Linked DNA regions of Mus musculus: regions 2, 3, 4, 5, 6 and 7 are each linked to region 1. Evidence: chromatin contacts called from public Hi-C, HiChIP or PLAC-seq and promoter capture Hi-C data. All regions are on one chromosome and are shown on one strand. Each heading gives the region's core, a stretch centred on a gene start, on an enhancer-like site or on the middle of the called end of the contact. The rest is flanking DNA. Distances are from core to core; before and after follow the strand shown. Region 1 holds the start of Gsdme (gasdermin E). Region 2 has its middle 5.3 kb from the start of Gm38806. Region 3 holds the start of 5430402O13Rik (RIKEN cDNA 5430402O13 gene). Region 4 has its middle 20 kb from the start of Npy. Region 5 holds the start of 4921507P07Rik (RIKEN cDNA 4921507P07 gene). Region 6 has its middle 44 kb from the start of Npy. Region 7 has its middle 97 kb from the start of Npy.

What was found. Hi-C and Micro-C count contacts between places; a contact is called where the count stands out from the background. HiChIP or PLAC-seq counts read pairs in DNA pulled down with a chosen protein or histone mark. Capture Hi-C pulls out chosen DNA fragments and counts their contacts.
Region 2: a contact with region 1 is called in an H3K4me3 HiChIP or PLAC-seq map of bone marrow-derived macrophages, with 4 times the contacts expected there. The contact joins the enhancer-like site here to the promoter of Gsdme in region 1. A contact is called at or near these places in 14 of 39 promoter capture datasets (the 3T3-L1 cell line, 3T3-L1-derived adipocytes, the HPC-7 cell line and 9 more), 1 of 15 datasets of contacts at CTCF or cohesin (the NIH/3T3 cell line), 4 of 484 Hi-C or Micro-C datasets (the Ba/F3 cell line, bone marrow-derived macrophages, embryonic stem cells and 1 more), 12 of 115 datasets of contacts at active chromatin or transcription factors (acute myeloid leukemia, bone marrow-derived macrophages, double positive thymocytes and 6 more) and 4 of 9 other capture datasets (adipose tissue, embryonic stem cells, liver and 1 more).
Region 3: a contact with region 1 is called in an H3K4me3 HiChIP or PLAC-seq map of bone marrow-derived macrophages, with 7 times the contacts expected there. The contact joins the promoter of 5430402O13Rik here to the promoter of Gsdme in region 1. A contact is called at or near these places in 4 of 39 promoter capture datasets (embryonic stem cells, liver, neutrophils and 1 more), 1 of 484 Hi-C or Micro-C datasets (bone marrow-derived macrophages), 7 of 115 datasets of contacts at active chromatin or transcription factors (the SCID.adh cell line, bone marrow-derived macrophages, effector CD8 T cells and 4 more) and 3 of 9 other capture datasets (adipose tissue, liver and pancreatic islet).
Region 4: an H3K4me3 HiChIP or PLAC-seq map of bone marrow-derived macrophages shows a contact between it and region 1, with 3 times the contacts expected there. The contact joins the enhancer-like site here to the promoter of Gsdme in region 1. A contact is called at or near these places in 5 of 39 promoter capture datasets (embryonic stem cells, hippocampal neurons, liver and 2 more) and 2 of 115 datasets of contacts at active chromatin or transcription factors (bone marrow-derived macrophages and pancreatic cancer cells).
Region 5: a contact with region 1 is called in a promoter capture Hi-C map of adipose tissue. The contact joins the promoter of 4921507P07Rik here to the promoter of Gsdme in region 1. A contact is called at or near these places in 2 of 39 promoter capture datasets (the SN4741 cell line and liver), 1 of 115 datasets of contacts at active chromatin or transcription factors (bone marrow-derived macrophages) and 1 of 9 other capture datasets (adipose tissue).
Region 6: a contact with region 1 is called in a Hi-C map of the N1E-115 cell line, with 5 times the contacts expected there. The contact joins the enhancer-like site here to the promoter of Gsdme in region 1. A contact is called at or near these places in 2 of 39 promoter capture datasets (hippocampal neurons and liver) and 1 of 484 Hi-C or Micro-C datasets (the N1E-115 cell line).
Region 7: a contact with region 1 is called in a Hi-C map of the N1E-115 cell line, with 2.8 times the contacts expected there. The contact joins the enhancer-like site here to the promoter of Gsdme in region 1. A contact is called at or near these places in 4 of 39 promoter capture datasets (embryonic stem cells, hippocampal neurons, liver and 1 more), 2 of 484 Hi-C or Micro-C datasets (the N1E-115 cell line and cerebral cortex), 2 of 115 datasets of contacts at active chromatin or transcription factors (bone marrow-derived macrophages and pancreatic cancer cells) and 1 of 9 other capture datasets (adipose tissue).

The regions. Positions count from the first base shown.
Region 1 is chr6:50,260,416-50,263,511 of GRCm38.p6, forward strand. Gsdme (gasdermin E) reads right to left here and starts at 1,354. Exons shown (of 10, transcript NM_018769.4): 1 at 1,319-1,354.
Region 2 is chr6:50,544,422-50,547,753 of GRCm38.p6, forward strand. No RefSeq gene overlaps it. Among named protein-coding and RNA genes, the nearest start is that of Gm38806, 5.3 kb to the left of the region's middle. Within about 2 kb of position 1,415, at least 73 of the 459 cell types and tissues checked have an H3K27ac peak or open chromatin away from gene starts, as enhancers often do. A contact at or near this core is called in the Ba/F3 cell line, acute myeloid leukemia, bone marrow-derived macrophages and 5 more, where this site is marked.
Region 3 is chr6:50,564,922-50,568,018 of GRCm38.p6, forward strand. 5430402O13Rik (RIKEN cDNA 5430402O13 gene) reads left to right here and starts at 1,722. Exons shown (of 3, transcript NR_027892.1): 1 at 1,722-2,101. It overlaps Cycs (cytochrome c, somatic), which reads right to left and starts at 1,648. Exons shown (of 3, transcript NM_007808.5): 1 at 1,495-1,648; 2 at 571-747; 3 at 1-464. The coding sequence starts at 739. The coding sequence ends at 316.
Region 4 is chr6:49,841,175-49,844,382 of GRCm38.p6, forward strand. No RefSeq gene overlaps it. Among named protein-coding and RNA genes, the nearest start is that of Npy, 20 kb to the left of the region's middle. Within about 2 kb of position 1,672, at least 3 of the 459 cell types and tissues checked have an H3K27ac peak or open chromatin away from gene starts, as enhancers often do. A contact at or near this core is called in bone marrow-derived macrophages, where this site is marked.
Region 5 is chr6:50,594,854-50,598,063 of GRCm38.p6, forward strand. It overlaps 4921507P07Rik (RIKEN cDNA 4921507P07 gene), which reads right to left and starts at 1,737. Exons shown (of 10, transcript NM_027564.3): 1 at 1,590-1,737; 2 at 945-1,100. The coding sequence starts at 1,078. It overlaps 5430402O13Rik (RIKEN cDNA 5430402O13 gene), which reads left to right. Exons shown (of 3, transcript NR_027892.1): 3 at 1-12.
Region 6 is chr6:49,777,075-49,780,107 of GRCm38.p6, forward strand. No RefSeq gene overlaps it. Among named protein-coding and RNA genes, the nearest start is that of Npy, 44 kb to the right of the region's middle. Within about 2 kb of position 1,502, at least 19 of the 459 cell types and tissues checked have an H3K27ac peak or open chromatin away from gene starts, as enhancers often do. A contact at or near this core is called in the N1E-115 cell line, where this site is marked.
Region 7 is chr6:49,918,246-49,921,681 of GRCm38.p6, forward strand. No RefSeq gene overlaps it. Among named protein-coding and RNA genes, the nearest start is that of Npy, 97 kb to the left of the region's middle. Within about 2 kb of position 1,411, at least 6 of the 459 cell types and tissues checked have an H3K27ac peak or open chromatin away from gene starts, as enhancers often do. A contact at or near this core is called in the N1E-115 cell line, where this site is marked.

The DNA of each region.
Region 1 (3,096 bases), core at 104-2,603:
AGCCTGGCAGGGCAGACCGAAGCAGGCAGCCAAGGCTTTGAGGAGGAGCAGAGGAGAGTGGGACAGAGGTTACGATCAGAGGGAGACAGATATGGTGGCACAGCTTGTAATCTGGGTACTCAGGGCTAGAGAGGTTGAGGCAGGAGAATTACAAATCCAAGACCAGGCTGGCCCTCACAGACAGATAATATCTTTAAAAAAATGTTTTAATTAATTTTCAAAGGTAAACACAGTTATGGGGATTGGCAGAGCTTTCCTGTAATCCTACCACTTGGCCATGGGAGAAGCCCCAGGATCAGAGTGTTCAAGGGCAGACCAGGCTCCCAGGACTGGATCTCAAAAAGAAACGAGAAGATTCCTATGTATAAAGAGGAGACCTCTCCAAGGACTCCAGAGTTCAAAAAGAACAAGAACACCCTGTGGCCAATATACAGCTTCCTCAGGAGGCAGGCCATCCTGGAGTCCAGGGATGTGGGCAGGCAGTCTAGGTTGCTGCTCTCTCTGATCAGGGGTCCAGCCTTTCTTACAAGAAGCACTCCTAGGTGATGCATGTTGAAGAGAATTCATTGTTATTGCATATCTAGATTCTGTTCCTCCAACAGCTCAGATCTTTTCCTTCCACTCCCAACTCTGCCTACGGGTTGACTGTCACCTGGGCCCAGCTGTCCTGGAGCATCCTCCCTGACTCCTCTCTCCAAGTCCCATTCAGACTCCCAGTGAGTGGCTGGCTGTTTTGTTCAGGCTTCAGCAAAGCCTGGAAGCTGCCTGGTGTCTTTCCCTGAGGGGTGCAAGTGGGAAGAACCCCTCCCCAAACGGCCACTCCAGGCAAAAGGCCTCACAGTGAAGAGGTTCAGTCAGTTACCCCAGGTCAGGCAGGACCCATGCCAGCCTGTGATCTTCCTGCACATGCACTCATGCACACACTGGATCCTTCTGACACCGACACAGGAGAGAGATTAGAAGACAAAGGATGGATGCATGGGATATGGTGAAGGCATGGTGAGATGGGGTGCCAGAGAACACCAGCTGCACTTGCCACATCCCAGGACCACAGGAGTGGTGGTGATCATGGTGGAAGGGGCAAGGATGGAATGGAGACAGGGCGAGAATGAGACTATGGGTAAGAAGGAGCAGCTGCTCCTACTGGAAGGTGGGGAGAAAAAAGGAGATCACTACCCCAATCGCCCGCCTCTGGGAGATGTAAGGGGATCTTCCGGGGCAAAGGGGAGCCGACAATTTGCCCCAGGCCAGGACACAATGCGGGCGGAGGGAAGAGGAGCCCAAGCGGAACCCGCAGCTCGCGCCCGCCGCCACTTACCCGCGCGCCGCCTCTCCGTCCTGCACGCTCCGTTCTTTCACGCGCACGCGCGCGTTCCCGGACACCCACAGAGAAGAGGAGGGAGGGCCTGGACCTTTGCTCCGTCCTGCCCCTGGATGCCTCAGCCGGTCCACAAGCTAAGGGATGGCGCCGGGGGCGGGGCTGAACCCGGGAGCTGGGGGACCTGGCAGCAGAGTTAAAGGCGCTAGCTGGTCTAGGAGATCCAGGCAGCACCAGAGACTACTTCTAACCAGACACTGCCTGTCTTCCTTCCGGAACTGCCAACCGTCCGGGTCAGTCTCTGGCTCTCCATCTGCTCCACAGGAGGAAGATGGGGACGAGACTGTGGCCTACTGGCTACAGTTCCCTCATCCCACCCACCTCCCCTTCTCTATGCCCCTGGTTCTCCAGAGCCTGTCCAGGCACTAAGAGGGTGTGAGCTGTCAGCGTGGCTTTGCAGTGTCCAGGAAACTCCCACCTTGGCCTTGGCAACCCTTGCACTTGTTTGGGGCTTGGAGCTTGGTGTTGAGTAGCTTAATCAGAGAGGTAAGCTCTCTGAAGGCAGAATCAAGCCTACAGGCGCTTGGTAAACTGAGGGAGAGGATTGAAGCAGAACGTTGCACCCTCTGAGTCAATTTTTATAGGATGTTCTTTCCCGTGCAATAAATAGAAAAAGAGAATTCTCCTTCTGCACCCCCACCTCCAAGCCCCGGATTTACACACTCAGAGAGTAGCCGCACTTTGTGGCTGCCCCAGTGGGGAGGAGCCTGGGAGGCTGCTAAAAGGGTGGAGTCTCTTTTGGTCCCCTCACGTCAAACCTCTCCTAACTATCCACACTACTACCCTCTGTAGCTCCTTCCATACTCTATGATTCTCCTGTGCTCCAACAGCCACCACTCTACTATATGTAGAATACAAACGTCTTCCCTAAATCTTCATGTCTCAGAGGACAGTAACTTTTGTCTGCTTTATTGACAGTGTCCGGCTCCAAACTTGAAACTTACTGCATAGTAGATACTCAGTAAATTATGCTTGGATTAAATGAGATGGCCAGCATAGCATGCAAAGGTGCCTGGCGCCAAGTCTGACCATCTGATTGGGTCCCAGAGCCCACACAGTGGAAGAACTGATTCATACAGGGTACCCTTCAGTTATCCCCTGACACACACATGTATATAATAAAAAAAAAATCTTTTAGAGAAATGAACTGTCGCGTTTGTTCCTCAGACGGGGCAGATGGAGATTGTGGGGTGGACTTCATAAGTTATCCCGGTTCAAGCTTTCTTTTCTAGCAACTTAAGCCATGTAAGGGGATGAAGATTTTTGGTGTCCATCGCCTTTTGACCTGGCCGGTTAGCTTAAGGTCATCCTCAAAGCTGGTCCAGGCAATGCTTATACTGAAGGCCCCAGTTCTGTTCAGCTAGCTCCTCACTTGTAACTGATGTGCACAAGGAAGGCATAGGAGGTGGGTATTGGATGAGGGAGTAAATAGAAATTGCTAGAGCTGTTCGTCTGGTCCCCTGCTTTGCCCGTGTGAGTGAGTGAGGTCAAGATGCATCCAAATCTGTAGAATCTCATCCTGAGATCAGCAGGAGTTTCCTGTTTTCTCCTTGCCCAGGGCCTGTATGTTCCAGTGCTACACGTCGGGCTTACAACCCCCACCTCCACTACCCTTGAGGTAGCCTGGTGGTCAAATTACAGGTTTAACTTCCTCTCTCCCTATAAAGACATGACCAGCAAGCTCCTGGAATTCCTCTTCATGCAAATGAGGCATTCCT
Region 2 (3,332 bases), core at 165-2,664, 280 kb after region 1:
TTCTTTCTCTATGCTGACCTCATCTGATGGTTAACACTCACTGTCAAGTTGACACGATCTTGAGCCACTGAAGAGACAAGATCCTAGGTGAGTCTGTGATTCCGTGAGGATGGGGTTGACCAAGGAGGGAAGACCCACCCTAGATGTGTGTGCCATTCTACCAGGGGTTGGGGAAAGCAAGGTGAGTGCCCCCATCCATCGCTGCTTCCTGACTCCAGGTACCATGCAAGCAACTGGCCCCCCACCCCGCCGCTGCTGGAATATACTGTGCCCTCAAACTGTAAACCCCACCTTCCTTAAGATGCTTTTGTCAGGTGTCCTGTCATAGCAACTAGAAGAGTACTAATGTTCTATTCTTAGTGAGTACATCCATGTCAAAGTTCTCCTTGCCAGTGGGTCCTAACCCAGCATCTTCATCTCTGATCCTTCCTGTGTAACAAATCAGGCCTGTCTGTCCTTCATTGCCAGTGTCCACTCCTACAAACAACCCCCGTCTCAAACTCATGGCAAAACCCTAATTTCCATTGTTCCCCAGCTCTACCCTTTTCATTTTAATGCCTTCTCCAGATAACGATGTAAAATCTGAATGGTATGTAACACTCCTCTGTCTAATAACTTTCCTAAAATAAGAACTGTAGCTACCACCATGTGTTTATTTATCCGATTTTCTTCTTTATTGTACCACAAAAAAACAGAATTATTAGTTAGACCCCCCCCCCCCCCCAATGCTCCTTGACATTGACACAGACAGCCCCGCCCCCGTGAGAAGCTGAGGAATCATGGGAGTGAGCTTTGTGAGTCTGGAACCAGCTGGGGAGTTAGAAGGGTTAGCGATGTCCAGCTCAGACAGCGTGTGTCCTACAGAATTATAACACTTGAAATCTTCGCCAAAGCCCCTTCCTCTTAAGCTGTTGGGAGGTTTCACCAGAAAAAAGTTGCTTTTGCAACTCTTCTTTCAGATCCTCATACCTGACAAAACTTCTGGGTTTTGTTTTTAGGTATATAATTCCTCATTCTATGGACGGGCAAGCCTTTGAGACCCATAAAATTAACTGAGATGACAGTTACTACACAAGGGGTGGAGATTACAGTGTGAAGCAATCTGTTGGTTCAGCACGTGCAACGTTTAAGAAATGCCTTTTAAGTAATGTGTCTAGTGTGTTCATAGGCAGCCAGTGAATCATGTGAGCCTAGCGCCCTCTTGTGTTCACTAGGAGGCCAAGCACAGGGGCTTTCTATGACTTCCAAGGGATTTTTGTTTTGTTTTGAGATTTCAATTTTCATTTTATTAGTTTTTTTTTTTAATCAGTTACTTTGCAAAGACATCGTAGAGCATTAAGTCAAACACGTCTGTCAGTCTTCACCCCGTGTGACCACAGAGAACCAAGCACTGTTACTGTTACCGGAAGGGTGGGGATTTGGCCTCTAGTTTCCAAAGGTTACTGTCACCCTCAGAATCACGTGTTCAGATATCCAGCTTCCGGGTGACAAACCCACAAAATTCTCTTTTTTCTTTAACCTTACTCTCTCCAACACTTGACCTTTCTTTGTTTATTCCTTCTGGAGTGCCCAGGTCCTTATGCATTATGATAATGGTCTAAGGTTAAATATACTTTATAGATTTCCAAGGAGGACCGAATGTCTCTGGATTCCACAGACACCTGCAACCATGTGCAGCCCCCTGCTCCCGTGCAACTCACACACATAATGTAAAAAATAAAATACACCTTTAAAAATATGCTGCTGGAGAAGACCTACAGAGTCAACTAACCTGGGACCATGTGGACTCACAGAGACTGTCACTAGCCAGGGAGCAGGCAGGGGCTTGGCCTAGACCATCCCACACATTCGTAGCAAATGTTCAGCTTGGTCTTCATATGGGCCCCCTAACAAGTGCAGTGGGGGGAGTCTCCGTCTCTGTTCCCTGCCATTGGATCCCCTTCCCCTACCTGGGCTGCCCCGTTGGGCCTCATTGGGAGAGGATGTGCCTAGTCCTGCTGGGACTGGATGTCCCAGGGTAGAGTGGTACCCAAGGGGGGCTCCCCATCTCTGAGGAAAGGGGTAAGAAGCAATGGGGGGAGGGATTTGTAAGAGTGAGACTGAAAAGAGAGGAGGGGAGCTGTGATTGGGATATAAAGTGAATAAAAAATAAATTATTATAAAATATATGTTATGGATGTTGATGGCTTATGTAACCAGAGAGAACCCAGTTAGTCACTTGCCTTAGACAAAATAGGCACTGCAGGAGGCAGTGGACAAGAGGTAGGCACAGATTTTACTCTTATGTGTTCCCCAAGTGATATGTGTCCTCCACGAAGCTGGGAATGACTCATCGGAGATGGGTCCAAAATCCATGGACACCAACATCAGCCTTAAGCCTCTGTGCCCATACTCTACAAACCTGGCCACTATTTACCTTCTCAAGCTCTGATTTCCAAGCTGTAAAACAGTACCAATACCTAACTGGTAGGGCTGTTAGGAGGACTAAGTGAGATAACCTGTGTGAAGTATGCAGTGTACTGGCTTGCTTAGAATCTATGGAAAGATATAAGGCAAATATAGCACACACAGGCCGAATCAGGATGGCACGAGTCACTTGGTTACGTAAAGGTGTGGCCCTGGAAGACTCTGAGAGGAGGGAGAACACATTCTGGTGAGCCATCATCTAAAACCAAACTTCCACAGTTCTAACCACCACTGGGAAACAAACAAAGGGAGGGTTTTCAGTCAAAGGCAGGGAACCAACTGTGAGGAAAGAGAGAATCACAACTTCCACAGTCTCACAATGGCTGACAACAAAACAACAGGGCATTTATGCCTTTGCTCAATGTTAAGTCCCGAATAAGTACCCAGGATTTGCTGAACAGGATTCGAGATCATACACAGTCATACAAGATCATACACGGTCATACAACTCTTCCGATTCTCCCTTCAGATAGCGGGAATCACCACCAGTAGCTGGAACCTCCAGGAAAGCTTTTGTTGATTATGTCACTCAGAAGGCCCCAAAACTCCATGGGCTGCTGCTTAGGAGAGAGTGCCCGAGAGTCCTAGCCAAGGGAAGTGGGCCATAGGCTGGTTTTGAGAAAGAGTTTGCTATTGATTAGAACAGGTATGAGGACCTTGCTACCTATGAAGCAATTTGGTTCAAAATCCCCTTCCTGATTGCAAGCTTGTACAACCACTCTGGAAATCAATCTGGCGGTTCCTCAGAAAATTGGACATAGTACTACCGGAAGATCCAGCAATATCTCTTCTGGGCATATATCCAGAAGATGCCCCAACCAGTAAGAAGGACACATGCTCCACTATGTTCATAGCAGCCTTATTTA
Region 3 (3,097 bases), core at 472-2,971, 300 kb after region 1:
CAGTTATATAAATCTAAGTATAAAACCATTTAGTAGGTTTGAGGTGACATGCCCCTATTTATGGAAAGTAAAACATTGCTAATTAAGTCCAATCTTATCTTGAGAAAGGGAGAGCCGTGGTAGCATGTATACAACTGGAACTGTTGCTTTAATAAAGACCGTACCCACTTTATGACAAGTCAGTTTTACTTAAATCAGGACTGTCCAACAAAAACATTGCTAGCCATTCATGATCTGAATTTGGTGTGTGAATTAAATTATGGTGTACATTAAAAGCCATGAGACATTTGTTTTGTAATAAATAAGGCAGTGGAATTACTCATTAGTAGCCTTTTTAAGATAAGCTATTAGGTCTGCCCTTTCTCCCTTCTTCTTAATTCCAGCGAAGATCATTTTTGTTCCAGGGATGTACTTTTTGGGATTCTCCAAATACTCCATCAGGGTATCCTCTCCCCAGGTGATGCCTAAACAGAAAGAGATGCAGAGGTTAAGTGTTTTACACACCTGGTAATTCTGCACTGGTTAACCCAAGCAACCTGTGCTGTGGCTGACAGCAGCTCCCCCCGTTACCTTTGTTCTTGTTGGCATCTGTGTAAGAGAATCCAGCAGCCTGGCCTGTCTTCCGCCCGAACAGACCGTGGAGATTTGGTCCAGTCTTATGCTTGCCTCCCTTTTCCACAGTGTGGCACTGGGCACACTTCTGAACAAAAATCTTCTTGCCTTTTTCAACATCACCCATTTTTAATTCTAAAAGGGAAAAGATCCAACAGTAAAACGTACTACGGATCCCAATGACCATTCAAACCGCTATTCTTATGTCCTCTTAACACCAGGCAGGGTGCTAACTCAGTCCACTTGCAATATTCTTCAATAGCAAATACATCACCTAGGAGACTCTCCTTTAAAGCAAGTCTGTGCTCAAGACAGGTCCATGCCAAGGGAAATGGAAACCCACAGCTCAAACCCCAGTTTCCGAAGAAGGCAAGGTCAAAAAGTCACAAATATGAAACCGGACTCATTAAAGCAAAACCACTACAACTCTTAACATTTCAGAATGCTAAACTGCTGTCAGTGCTGCCGATTAAAGTCACTTCCAAAGATAAGGGAGGCTGGGGGTGATCCTAAGTGCTTCCGCCTGCTCCGGTCTCATTAGGAGGTTAAGTCTCTTCTCTCTTGCTTTAGTCCGGCACGGGAAGGCGAGGGAGGACTGGGGAAGGAACCGTCTCACTCTCACGTTGAGATCCCAGGGGTGACTACGACTTTACAAACCCACCCTCCCAGATGCTTAATCAGGAAAAGAACTGGCCCAGTCCTGAAGGAACAGCAGCTTCTGCTCTCAGAAGGGGCGGCGGGCGAGTTCCTTCTAGAACTCCGGGCCCCGGTCCTACACCCACGCCGCCTCCAGCCGTGCCACAGTTCTGCATGGCTTTGTAGGTTAGGCCTGCCCCGGCCTCCTCGCCCCGTTCCCGGTCCGCATCCCCGTCGCGCGCTCACCGTTCCGGGCTGGTCAACACCACGAACGTTCGGACTCGAAGACAGACGTCCCGCGCTCTAGCCCAAGGACACGCCGGCCCGCGCCTATGTACCGGTGTCGGTGCAACCACACTTGTTCCGCCCGTCCGCGGCCCGACGTGCGGTAGCGCCGTCTGCTGCGCCGTGACGTAACCGCACCTCATTGGCTCCAGGACAGGTTTGTGCGCGCGCATGCGAGCTAGCATGGTAGGATGTGCCCAGAGGGCGCCCTTCCTTCAGAGGCCTCGTTTGCCCGACACTTACGACAGGCCTTAGGACGTAAGGCGTGGACGTGCGTGACGTCACCCTCTGGCCTGCGAGATGGCGAGGGCAAGTAGCGGGGCCGATGCTCCCTTGGGATCCGGGTGTGGCTCGGCTCAGGTAACGCCCGGCCCTAGGACTCCTTCGGCCTCCGCCCACGGGGAGTGCTGAGACTGCCGGCCGGTGTGCTGGCGACCTTTACCCAGGCTTGGTCAAGGCTTCCTGGCTGGCGCAACTGCACTGGCCTCGCAGTGGACGCCTGCTGGTGACCTTTACTCTGTTAAACCATCTTCCTGCTCTCCCAGTGAGAGCCTCAAAGCTGGGGAAGGTACGCACAAGTGGCAGACAGGATCACATCTTACCCAGAGTCCCTGTTTTCTTCCCCTAGTGTTTGTAGAAAACGAGGAGGGTGTGCAGGCAAGCTTTAAGGGAGAAGCAGGATTCGCCTGAGTAGAGGATTCCCGGGAATCCGCTAGACTTGGCATCCCTTCTGACCATATTGGAAATGGAAGTCTCCTTAGCATACTTTCCTGGTGTACTTCAAAACGAACTCACAGACACTTTAAATTCTGCCACTGGACGTTTTCTTCATTACTCCCCTCTCCCAAATTCAGATGAATGTCGGTCCATTCCCTATGTTCTGTCTAGCCTTGACATAGTTTATCGTGTGTTTATAGATGCCTGGTGTGTGCCGGGCCCTTCTCAGTATGAACTCACATATTCTGGTTGAGCTTGTTTATATTCTACCACTTTTCCTTCCGCCATCAGATTAACATGAGATGTTAGAAGGCTGGTCTAAAGTCTCAATAGATCTCTTTCCAGCCACTGGTCCTATCTGCTCAAAGATGTCAGTTTGTGTGAGTATAGTTGTTAGGTATTCCCAGGGATAGTTGATTCCAGAACAATCCCCAGAACCCATACAGAATTCCATGGGTGTTTAAGTCCTTCACATGAAATGATGTAATATTTGTATATAATCTACACAATCTCCCCAATATTTAAATAATTTCTAGATTATAACTTATACTGCCAAATGCAGTGCTGTATGGTGTCACTTAGGGAAAATGACAAAAACGCTAGTCATTCTGTATTGGTGAGAATATTGTAAGCCTAACTACATAGTATGTGATGTGATCTGCTGATTTCTGAAGACATGGATATGGGAACCATAGATAAGGAGGTCTGATGTATTTTCATTGTTATTAAACTGTCCTAGCTTTTGGGGGTACTCGTTCAGCATTTAGACTTAGTCCTTATGTAGGTTTATTTTAAGTTATTTGTATATAGGCTTATTTATCAAACTCTTAAAGTTTTTAAAGACCTG
Region 4 (3,208 bases), core at 422-2,921, 420 kb before region 1:
AACTAGCAGCCTGGTGTGAGGGTGATGAGCCTGACTTTATATGCTGTTCTTCTCCAGAAACTTCTTGAACCCAGTGAAGCTGGAATTTCTTTTCAATGATGCCTGGACTTCCAGGCCTAGCATGGAGAAGAGCGTGGATCTTCTCTAGTGTTGATTGTTGCTGTAGGTATAAGGCTTAGTTGTGTAATAATGGATATATTTTACTTTATTTTCCTCTTTCAGGGAATGTTCTCCCTGCCAAGTTTAATGACTCCATGATAATCAGAAACAGCACTGTTCCAGGAAGTGAGAAAATGTCTAGTTTTCCTCAGCAAAATGGTGACTGTGACCTTCAGGACAGCCTTTAAGGCTGTGGGAAAGAACTCTAAAAATACAAGTTCAAGAATACATAAATCAGTGTGAGAACTGTTCTTTAAAGGATTTCTCAACTATGCAAAAACTAAGGATGCAATATTAATTGCTTCATGGATCTAAAAGAACAAAGACAGCTACACTAATAAGCCAGCTTTGTCAGAAAGATAGTGAGAAAAGGACAAAGAGATTTAGATCAGGGCAAGATCCCATCAGGCTAAGCTTATTGTTTGTGTTTGTAGTTGAACAAGAAATGGTTTGGATTTTTAATTTTGAATAAACTACAATCCAGAAATAGAGGGCACAGTTGTGATCAAGATCTTGAAGAATAGTGGCCATGATAAGCTTAGGCCCGGGCATGGTAGTACACACCTTTAATTTCAGGAGTCAACGGCAAGCAGATCTCTGAGTTTAAGACCAACCTGGGACAGAGCAAGTTGTAGGTGAAGAAAAGCTTAGGTCCAGGCCTGGTGGTACATGCCTTTAATCCCAGAATTCAGGAGGCAGAACCATGCAGATCTTTGAATTCAAGAAAGTCTGTGTAAAAGCAAGTTCCAGGACACCCAAGCTTAGGCAGTGAAGGAGTTGGAAAACATAAACCTGGTGATAATGCAATAGAACAATGGGAACATGTCCCAGATCCAGCAAGCACCAGAACTCAGCAGCTTTGGCCATGTGGCTTTGTCTTTAGAGTCAAGGGGCTAAGGTCATAAAATATTGATTTGTGGGATAATCTAAAGGGAGCTGGGGTAAATGATTGAATTAATAGGCAATTCCTAAGGAAGTAGCTTATGCAAAATAAAAGACTGTGCTTTGGTCTGCAAGATAGAGCTATCTTAAGCAGAGAGCTATCTCAACCAGAACATAGAGCTGACAGCTTACCTCCATCACTAAATCTAAGTCATTCGCCTGCCGCTCCCAAAGACCCCTTCCTCAGGACTTCTGACAAGCTGAGGCTGGTCCTCAGCATGGACAGTGACCTCTGAATAGTGGATTAATGGTTCTTGTCAACAGCAACTCATTGTCTCTCTTTTGGGGTAGCTTAAGCTTGGTGGGCCTTATCTAATGAGCCTTTAGTGTGGCTATCTGCCTACCTAATGACTCCTGGTTATAAGATCCATTCAACTGGCAGCCCAGATAGCCCTAGCTGACATAGTCAGAGCACAAAGAAGAAAAGGGAATCACAGACCTCTTCTTGCACTTACACATTCGACAGTGCCACTGTCCTTTTGGATGCTGAGATTTAGGAAGGACATACTTCATGCCCCTTTGCTGTATATTTACTTCCCTTTCCCTTCACTACACATTGAGCAAGAATCCCAGAGCAGCAGCCCATGACACATAGTCTGACCTCTTTGTCATCTTACTCTCGGTTTTGGAAAGGGCCCTCAGTTTTCCTGCTTGATGCCCCTTTGGCAATGACTCCTTTTCTTACCTTCCTGGTTCCCCTCCCCAGAACCATTAAATACCAGGGCAAAGGGCACTATGCTAAAAGGAGAAATGCAGTGGGAGGTATTTCTGTTTTATATCTCAGGACAATGCAAAGTAAAACATCAACCGTTGTGTGTCCAGAGCAGAGCCACTGACTGATGTCAGCTTACTACAGAGCTAAGCTCTGGCCTGCCATTCACAGGTCTCAGGGGTATTCCTTAGACATTGATTGCTTTGAGTGTGAGGCCCAAGAGGTAACAAGTTCATGACATCACCCTTGGACTACCTCCAACTACAAATTTTGCCTTGTAATAAACTTTGAACCAACTTGCTATTTTTTAGTAATACTGAGGTATTATTTTTAGTAACATCCTTCCAATCACCTTGCAAACGGAAACATCACCAAGGAGGTCAGGAAGCCCAGGCCAGCAAGGTTAAGTGCTTCCCTAAGAACAGAGTCTCAGGCTTGTTTATTCACTTCCAGGCCATTTCTCCGTATGACCTATTATCTATCACTGGTAGCAATGATGTACAATGAATAACACAGCAAGGATTGGGCAAGTGATAAAACCCTTTCTCTTCAAACTTTCTTCATTAAAGTTCCATAGTCCAACAGCATATGGCCTATTAAAATGCAGAATACACACACGTGCTCGCGCGCGCACACACACACACACACACACATTATGTGTTGTGTGTGTGTGCGTGTGCGTGTACGTGTGTATATATTAGAGGATGAGAGGATCAGTCTTCATCATTGCTGAGCATTATAATAGCTAGCTAGATATAACAGTATAATAGCTCAATAGGTGTGACTTTTCCTAAGGAAAGCCAGATGAGAGTTGGTTTTATAAAGATGAACAGAAGAAGATGAAGTGGGTTATGAGTCTGTCTCAGGTGGGTGGAAATTTATGCTGGGAATTTATTAGTCAGTTTTCTGTTGCTGTGATGGAACACCGTGATCAAGGCAGCCTATAAAAGTGTGTAACTGAACTCAGAGTTCCAAAGTATTATATTCCATGATGGCAGAGTGAAGGTTTGGTGGCAGGAATAGTTGAGAGCTCGTATCTGGGATATCAAGCTGAAAGCAGAGATTGCTTCAAGATGTGTGAGTCTTCTGAAACGTTAAAGGTTCACCTAGTGGCCTCCTTTAGCAATGTCACACTGAATCCTTTCCAGTCTACCATAAGCTTGTGGTCACAGGCAACTTCAAAAGTCCCTGTGGTCTTTCACAGTACTAGAGTCCAGTCTTTTCTGAGACTCAAGGCAATCTCTTAATTGTAAGCCCCATAAAAGAAAAGAAAAGTTACATCCTTCAAACATACAATGGCACAGAAGATAAAATACTATTTTTAAAAAATGGGGAAATACTAGATGTGAGAAAGACCAGAACTGAGCAGAAAATCTCCAACTCCTGTGGTTCTAT
Region 5 (3,210 bases), core at 487-2,986, 330 kb after region 1:
TCTTCCTTGACCGCACTTCACTTTTTGAGAGTGGGTCTCTCACTGAACTTGGGGTTTACAGATTTTACTAGACTAGCTAGTTATTGAGCCCCAGGGATTCCAGGGCTCCTCCTGTCTCTGCCTCCCCAGCACTGGGGTGACAGGTTCATGCCACCTTCACTTGCTTTTTATGTCCCTTTTAATGCTTCCTATTTTACTAGGGATCAAATTCACATCTTCAGGCTTGTGTGATCAGCACTGTGCCAGCTGAGACATCTATCTACCTATCCTCGTCTACAAAGAATTATTAGGGGTTTGGCCGTGTGAAATTAGAAGAACACACCTACACAAGGTACTTAGAAACAGAGCCTTATTCTTCCTCTAAAAATCAAGTAAATCACAGGGTTGGGGGTGTAGCTGAGACAGAGTTTGGCGAAATATGTGTCTGTACCCTACATATATCACAGGTGAAAGAGGGTAACAGTTCTACTCTATTCATGGCTGTCATGAGGAGCGAAAGGTCTACAACAAAACACAGCATCATGTTTGCCACCAACTCTGGGATTCTTTCTTGGCAGAAGGTGTTGGTGGGCAGGCTGTTAGTACCGTAGTGCTCTATTAAAACACTCTCCAAGTGAAGGAAGGGGCCATCCTAGGGTTCTAGAACAGGGCTGGAAAGGTAGGTTGGTGGTAGTGTTTGCCTTGCAGGCATGGTCTGGACTCAGTCCCTAGCAAAACACACACACACACACACACACACACTTGTAGAATGCAGTGGAAGAATATGCCTCCCTTGTTATAGCCTACAGCCCTTTTCCAGTTTTAACAGATTAACCATGTAGTTTACTCATGCTTTGCCTTCTCCTTCATGTGATATATGGGAGTGCTCACGTGTGTGTGTGTTATAGAAAAAGTCACGAATGCAACGACATCTTTCTCCTGCGTTTTTCTAACTTTTGTTTTACCTGGCTTGTGAAGCAGTTGGCCGAATAGTTGTTTCGTACGGGGTGTGCAGTCCGTTAGAGTAAAAGGTGTTTGACAGAATGTCAGCTCCTTCAAGGTTCCTGCAGCAGTGGGGCCTGCCGTGAATTACCTCCATGCTTCTTGCCTAAAATGTTAGTCTGGAGATAAGTAAATAGATAAAAATGAAAATTTGGACTTGTAAACTGCCTTGGTTAGACCGGACAGGAAACAGTTTCTGCTGGCAAAATTCAACTCATCGATGCACAAAAACCAGAGGCTTATTTTCTTACTGGCTGTGAGGGTCTGTGGATGCTGTCAAACCTGTGGAGATAAACTGAAGCAAACCTGCAGAGTGGAAGATGAACACATTGTGAAACAATTCATGTCTCACCTCAAATGTAACAATATTCAAGAACAATCAGGTAACTTCTAGCGCGGGGGCCTTTCTAAGCAGGGAGACTCGTCATTAACAGGTCAAGAGCCCTTCCTCTCAAGGCTCTGCAATTCTGTTTCTCAGGCAGTTAAACTGGGTGGTGCGCACCTCTGTCCTCATGGGGGACATTGGGTTCCCCAGAGCGCTGGAGAGAAGCCCGTCCCTTCGGAGGACTCCGGTCCCTAGAAGCCGTGCAGCCAGGGGTCGCACGCACCTGACACATCTGCCCCGGAGCGCTGCCCGACCGCGTCTCCCTTTCTTGTCTCGGGATCTGGTGGGTCTCCTCTCCGCGGGGCGTGGAATTTCGTGGTCTTCCGCACCTGCGGGCCCCGGGAGCGTGCGGGCAGGTGCGGGGGAAGAAGGCCAGAGGGCTGCGGGCAGGCCGGGGCGGGGTTGAGGCTGCCTGTGACGGCGGCGGTGACCGCGCACTAGGTAACACATCCTGAGGGTGGGGCGCTGGCCGACGTGTGGCGGGGAGCCCTTCAGAGGATCTTAGACCACCAGAATTGGAAGAGAAGCCGGAAGTGAGGAAAGAGGGCTTTGTGGCTAGGGGAAAGGTGGAACCGCCGCGTTTCCGCTTCAACCTCATGCCTGGCCCCGGAGTCTTAGCGCCTTTAAACTCCTGCATGTGCCAGAGGCGCTCAACTACAGACTCGGCCCCGCCCCTGCGCCCCGCCCCCTTCTCAGGCCCCGCCCACCCGCCTCTCTTCGCGGTCCCTGGGGCCTTTTTCCTTCAGGCCTGGTCCCGCCCTTCTACCCAAGTCCCACCTCTTCCCTCCCTCGCCCCACCTCCTGAGGGCACCAGTCCAGTCCTAGGCCCCGCTCCGGCTCCGCTGCCTCACGCCCCGCCATAGGCTGACCTCAGGCGCCCTCTGGCGGCGCTGGCTTGGCAGACTATCTGATCTACAGTTGCCCTAAGTTGGGTGGGTGAGCATGCTTTCTCAAGGTGTGAGGGAAACAAAAGCTCTGGTCCTGGGAAGGAGAGAGAGAAGATCTTTGTGTAAAAAAAAAAAAACAAAAAACAACAACAACAAAAAAAAACAGATTGTTACAGTTTGCAGTGTGATGTGCTCTTAAGTTCGTCAGAGTTACAGAAAAGCCCAAGGCAAGGAGGTATCTTTTCTACTAGCTGGTGGTTCACCCAGCTTCTCACAGCTCAGAAGAGTTGGAGATCTACTGGTAGCCTATTGAACACTATATCAGAGAAAGGGACACTCTCAAGTCCTAAATTATGGATAAAGCTCTTGCCATAAACCAACAGGATGAAGAATTTGGGAAGGGTGCAAGCCCTGGCCTACAGGAAGGGAGCTGGACTTTCATGGTATCAGGGGAAAAGCCATCATCTTTCTTCAAATCAGTACAGCAGCAGTGTTTGGCTTTTCTCAGTGCTTATGTTGCTTTCTGCAGAATTGAATATTAAAAACTGCTTGGTTTACAAAGGTCTTTTGAATTTATTATTTCCAATTAAGAGACAAGGGAAACCTGCATATCAGATCTTACACTCTCCTGACTCTTCGAGGAGCCAGAACAGTTAACACTCCCTCCCCCTGATGACTCTCGGGCGGGGGGAGGGGGGCAAATTCCAGCCTTGGGAACAGACGAAAAGCAGCATAGTCTAGCCTCCACATCACTGAAATGCACACCCCCTTTTGATTAACAACCAACATTTCTCCTGTGCAGAAGGGTCCTGCCCTTGAAGGAAGCAGAGGCTAATATCCTTGAAATGATAAAAGCCCACTCTGGGACTATGGAAAAGAGACAATTAAGTGTCCCCAGACAGCTGTGACGTTTGTAGAAATACACCAACTTCTGATAGCACAAGTTTCTTTTCCCAG
Region 6 (3,033 bases), core at 252-2,751, 480 kb before region 1:
CCCAAGCTGTCTACACCAGGGCCTATCAAGCTTCTTTCCCACTTACAAAATGCCTTATTGGCCTAGAAATATGTATGTAACCCAGGTATTAAGTACATAAAATAAGCATATAGATCATTCATCGGTGATAATAAGCCAAAGAGAAAGGTATTGGCTACATATTACAACTTCACCATTAATTAAAGCTGAAAGGAAACTTGTATACTATTGAGAGATGTTTCTTTTTTCATAAATGATTAAGCCTTGGCTGAGTATTTGATATTTCAGGGCAGGGTGCGTCTTCAATATTTTTCAGAGTTGATTGATATTTTGGTTTTACAGCTGCCAGTGCTTACAATACAACTTTGCATAAATACACAGTACAAAATGGCAGAGTGCTGTTATGGCCACTTCAGAAACAGTCAGGAATACTTTCCTAACCCCAAGCCAAACATGCTAGCATAGCATAATGCAATCTAAAATTAAATATATTTAATACATGCTGAGGAATAACAATAAAGAAGTGAGGAGAGTCTTTATTTTCTATATGAGTAGAAAGCTGAATATAAAGTAAAAACACTACCGTCTGTAATACACAGCCATCTAGAGTCTGCACTGCGATGCTTCAGGCCGTGTTCAGTGGCATTTTATGTCTCCGTGGCGTGGCTCAGTGTAAGGTGCTCGTGCTGTGTTTTCAAAACCAAGGCTTTCATGAAGTCAGGTGATATAACACAAGGGAACACTGCTAGTCAGCCCTTGAGTCCATTAAACATTTGATTTTAAATTCATTTTAGTTATTGCATGTTCAGGAATTGTCTTTTGGTGGAGGGGACACTCCCCCCCTCCCCCCACACACACACACATTTGGTTACACAATACCACCAGAGAACATGACCCACATTTTAAGAATCTGGGGTTTAGACCCTATGAATGACTGTTGCCTCACTGAAGGTGAACCCGAAAGGGTCAGGGATGGGAGGCACTGAGGATAAACTTGACACACAGCAGCTAACAAATAACAGGTACACTGGGAGCACAACCTCTTAGGTTATTGAAATAACTACCGAGTCAGAATCTCGGGGGGAGGGTTCAGAAGTCTATATTTTTCACAAGGTTGCAGGAGGAGGCTGCCGCCGCCGGGTTTGAGAGCTGCTGGACACTTGGCTCCTGCTCTCAGCGGCCCAGATCCTTTTCCGGAAGCCACACTGCAGAGCAGTTGCCAACCTCTGCTGTCAGGCCGCCTGGTACAGGCAAAGCGAATATGGAAACAGATGTGCCCAGCGGCGGTGGCTGCTTGCGGGTAGCAAGTTGCTCCCTGCTCACGCTGTGGGACCTTCAGATAAAGAGGAAGAAACATGCTTTTCTGAAGGCAGCCTTTCCTACCTTAGCCCTGACTATGAGGTCAGGGAGAATATGTGGCCTGGAGGAGTTTCTCTAAGGATTTATTCTCAGGAGAACACAGATGGCATGGTGTCACTAACAAGGACATGCAGGCGAAGCCCTGGGGCCATCTGGTGCCTACTTCATCTACCCCTGGGCTACTTACTGGGTTTGTGCTCTGGACAGACACTGGACCCAGTGTAAGAAGTATTCCCCGACTCCTCTCTGTCTTGGGTGCAGTAGAGGCTGCCCCTGTGCCTCCCCCAGCTGCCTCTTCCCGGTTCCTACAGTGAGTCTTATTTTGACTGTAATACGTGTTTTTTTCTTTTCTTTTCTTTTTTTTTTCAATCTAAAAATACTGCTAAGCATATGTTTTAAGGAGGAAAAAAAAGCAGTTCTCTATGTTAGACCCCATGCTAGGGACTTCATAAGCATTAGCTCTCTTTGCCTGACAAGCAGCCTACAAAGTGAATACGGTTATTCCCACTACGTCAGGTGGAGTTTACTCATGCGCAGTGGAGTCAGGGTTCCAGCCTGGCCCGTTTGTTGTAATTCTTATTATACTTTTCCTTGTTTTCATTTGACAATGTGCCTAACTGTGCTTATTTATTGACCTGTTCATCACTTTCTTCTTTCTACCTTTCAACACATACATACGCGCGCGTACACACACACACACACACACACACACACACACACACACACACACACACCTTGAAATAGTCTAGGCTTGCCCCTGTACTGTTTCATCGCTCAGCCCTGCACATGCTTCTCAGATATTCAATTTGATTATATTGCTTAAGCCTAAAAACTAGGGTATATTCATCATCGAAAGGGGGTCCTCCCCCTCCGGTTTGTGAAAACATTTATCTGAAGCAACAGCAACAGGGTGAAATATTTGAAATTGAGACTGGCCCAGAAAAGCTGGGACAAATAAATGATTGCTGCAAACTGTCACTGTAAAAAATATTGAAAAGATTGTTGCTGGTGATCATTGCTGGCTGCTTAAAACTGCAAAAACACGGTCCCTCTCTTTTATTTGGGGTATATATATTTCCCTAAAGGAAAGCATATATGTGTTTCTGCAACCCCCACCCCCAACCACCATCAATGAGAAAGGGTCAATTAACCACCAGAAAGAATGGAACAGGGCTGATAGAGACACAGAGGGGCCAAGGGCACACTGGACATTTATTTCTTCCAGAACCTTCATAAAGAGGACAAGGTATCTGAGGAGGCGGCCGGACAGGACAGCGGGTGATGGACGGCAGACACTGGCCCGGGAGGGGAACTGCAGACACTGAAATCAAATAGAGTTTCTTGTGAAGCAAAACAGTGAGGAAATGAATGGCTGGCCCCAAACAAAGCAGCGATCTGGTGGCTGCTGTCGAGAAAAAGCCCCTCCCCCTAGCCCTGGGCAAAGCAGAAAATCCAATAGGAAATTTTTATCATCTAGTGGCAGGAAGGGACCATTAGTACCCCAAAAGCCAAGAGGACAGCCAAGCAGAAATTCTCCCTTTATTTGTCATTAACTCTTCAAAGTGCTAAATCTGCTTAAAGAGAGTAAGGGGAATAAAAAGTCCTCTGTGCTTTAAAAGGAGTCGCCCTTTGTGGTAGACAACTTATCAAGATCTACCAGGCTCAGAGAGATTCGGACAATTAACATCCCTAGAA
Region 7 (3,436 bases), core at 161-2,660, 340 kb before region 1:
TCAGTGCACACATGCTCACGTGCACACTGGCTCTCCTGGGATTTCTCATGCAGGTGGCTTATGTACTGTCTTTTGTGAAACCTTTTCTGTACCGGCACAAGAGCTGGGAGTGCAGACTCGCAGTGGAGAGCATGCATACCATAGGTCCCGTCTCCAGCACATAGTCAGTCCACAAACCAGGGACGGTCAACAGAAATCCAGTGTAATCCCATGTAAAATGTGCCACCTCTGTACTTACATTTTAGAAGGTGAAAATAATCAGATGAAATGTCCCCCACTAGATTCAACATACTCTAATTTTATCATACAATCAATATAAAATACTGAGATAACTTTACGAAATTGTTTTACACCGTTTCTGAGTCTGTTACGTATTTCAAAGCATTTACCATGCATCTCAATTAAGACTAACCACATTTCCAGCCCTCACTTGGGCCCTCAGCCCAGACCCTTTGAAGCATAAAGTCTGGAGTGTGGCCCCACTCTATGCCCAAGAGCCCTTCAGCAGATTCTGGTCTTTGTTTAGGTTTGAGAACTATCGATCTAGGCCATGGCTTGTGGACTTGGATGTGCAATAGAAGCACCTGAGAAACGTAAAAATAAAAATGTATGCAGCATTCCTATCCCCAGACAACAAAGGCTTTGTAAGGTCTTCCCAATGGTTCTAACACACAGCAAGATGTTGTAAGGATGTCGCTCGTTATCCCATTCAGTTATGTTTTCCCCTTAGTTCCAAATATTTTAAGATGGCTCCCGTCATCATCTCACAGCATGCAGGCTCTTATTTTCAAAGTCCAGACTCCAGTTTTGTTATTTATTCTACTTGAAGCGTCTGGACAAAAGCAATTGTTTTAACTGATTTCTACAACTCTTTTGCTCAAAAAGAAATCTCCTTTAAAAATCTGAATCTTTTTGCCTCTCTCCCATGATTCCTGATTTCAGAGTGGTTGACTTAACAGCTCTCATTCCTTTACCCCACTTCCCACAGCCCAGGGAGCCTTGGTCACTTCTAGTAGCACCAGTCACTTACAGTTCCACCTGACTGCACACAGGAACTCCAGAACGTTGAACCCCTCCCCTTTTCACTAAGATTTAGCCATCGCTGTCCTGTGTGTCAGAGCAATCCTTGGAGAAGCCCAAGTCCTCCCCCAAAGCATCTTCTAGGGAAAGGGAACAAGGCACAAATCCAATTCATAAGCCCCCTCCCCATCATTACTACTGGTTTCCATCCTGGTAGATCTTTAGTCCCCACGCCCTTGGGTCATGAGAGAGGGAGGATATTGGAAAAGCCACCTGGGAGGCAAGGTAGCACTGGGAGGAATGAAAAATCGGCTGTAGTTCTACAGCACCAAAGGTTCACAGAAAAGGCAGCTGTTTGGCATGCGTGTGCAGCCCACTCGAACAACATAGGCCTCGTTTACTTACCCATATGTAAATATGCATAGCTGAAGCACCCTCTAGTGGAACACCCAGAGAAGGGCATGTTTCCTGGGCAAACCCTTACAAAAAGAAAAAAGGAAGGAAGGAAGGAAGGAAGGAAGGAAGGAAGGAAGGAAGGAAGGAAGGAAGGAAGGAAGGAAGGAAGGAAGGAAGGGAGGGAGGGAGGGAGGGAGGCAGAGTGTTTAGAAATCTCATCTAACCACAGCATCATTTGAGATATGAGCACAAACCTACAGTAGCTCCACAGTCCTGGCAAGGTCCTGGGTGCACAAGCTGGTCCACTGGGGCTATAGAGGGCCGGGCCAAACTGGCTTTCTTAAAGTCCTCAACCTTGAAGGCCTAGCTAGGTTCTTGCTGCACACAGTGCAGGAAGGCTTGTTTAGAGGTGAGAGCTGTAACAAAGAAAGATTTGACAGTCCCACTAGGGTCCCTTCAGTTCACCAAATGACCTGTCCCTATTTCTAAACAGAAGGCCATGGTGGGACCACTCATTCATGGAAGCCTGTCCCTACTGGTGGAGAGTAAAAGAGGAGAGTAAACATTGTTACACTGACTAGAAAGATCAAATTTGTAACAGTTGTCAAAATCAATAATAGTCACACCCATTTCCCAAGAAAATATGCTTGCAGGAATTTATCTAGGGCAAAATCCTAGAAACACTGTAGGTGCCAACGAGAGATAAATTAAATAAATAATGATATACCTTTAGTGTCCTGCCAGGGGCCTCTGTGCTGAGCAGTGTTAGGTGAAAACCTGCTTGTATTAAGGAGTACTTGGAACAGCATTCTTTTGATGAGCAACTCTGAGGGTTTACCAGAGCAGGAGTCCATGAAACTGGTGGACCAGTCACCATCCCATCAGTCCAGGTCCGAGGAGAATGAAACAGAAACAGTCAGTCTTACTCATCTCCTGCACTGGGATTTATTCTTCCTCTCTATGCCTGGATGGCAGAGTTTGGGAGCTTACATTACTGACTTCCCAGGTTCTCAGGTCATTAGCCTTAAACTAAGAGCTATTCCATCAGCATCTCTGGTTCTGAGGTCCAAGATATAGATTGAAAACAGGCTAGCAGCCTCCCAGGGTTCCAGCCTGAAGATGGTATCCATAATTTGTGAGTCAATTTCCATAATACATGCCCTCTCATCTGTCCATTCATCCATCCATCCAGCACTCTCATAACACACACACACACACACACACACACACACACACACACACACCTATATAATCATCTCTTTACTATCTTTTACCTACTTGTTTATCTGTCTCATTGGCCCGCCTCTTTGAGGACCCCAGACTAACACAGACTCTACATTCGCCCAAAAGAGTCAACTCTCTGCGTAGGGGATAGATCTCTGTATGGGCTTTCCACTGTGTTATCCTTTTTACAGTGGGGTCCACAGGAGAAGTTTTCTGGGGCTTTAGAAGCATCTGGTGGGGAGGAGAGCCTGGCCTTCCTTCACCTCCATCCCCACCACCCCGAGTCTCTGTCACAGTGGAACCTCACTGCCTCAGAACTGCTGAGAATCCTAGAAATAACCTCACTATATCACAAAGTATGAACATTTGGTGAAGAATCAATTTGGGATTTTTTTTCTGTGTTGGAGTATTGTTGGCACAAGACAGACAAGGGCATGGTGATCTCATGAGAAGCATTTCCATCTCTATCCTCCATTAAGTCCCCAATAAGGAGGATACATGACATTTATTCTCTCTCTGTCTCTCTCTGTCTCTCTCTGTCTCTCTCTGTCTCTCTCTCTCTCTCTCTCTCTCTGTGTGTGTGTGTGTGTGTGTGTGTGTGTGTGTGTGTGTGTGTGTACATGCAGTCAGCATCTAGAAATCCAAATTCCCATCCTGATGCTTGCATAGCACATAACAGTTTAAAGGTCAAGTTTGTTGAGATATAACTTAAAATGTACTAGTTTATGTATAAACATCTATCGCTGAATATAATTTAATAAGTTTAATAAGCTTAATTTAATGACAAACTCATCTA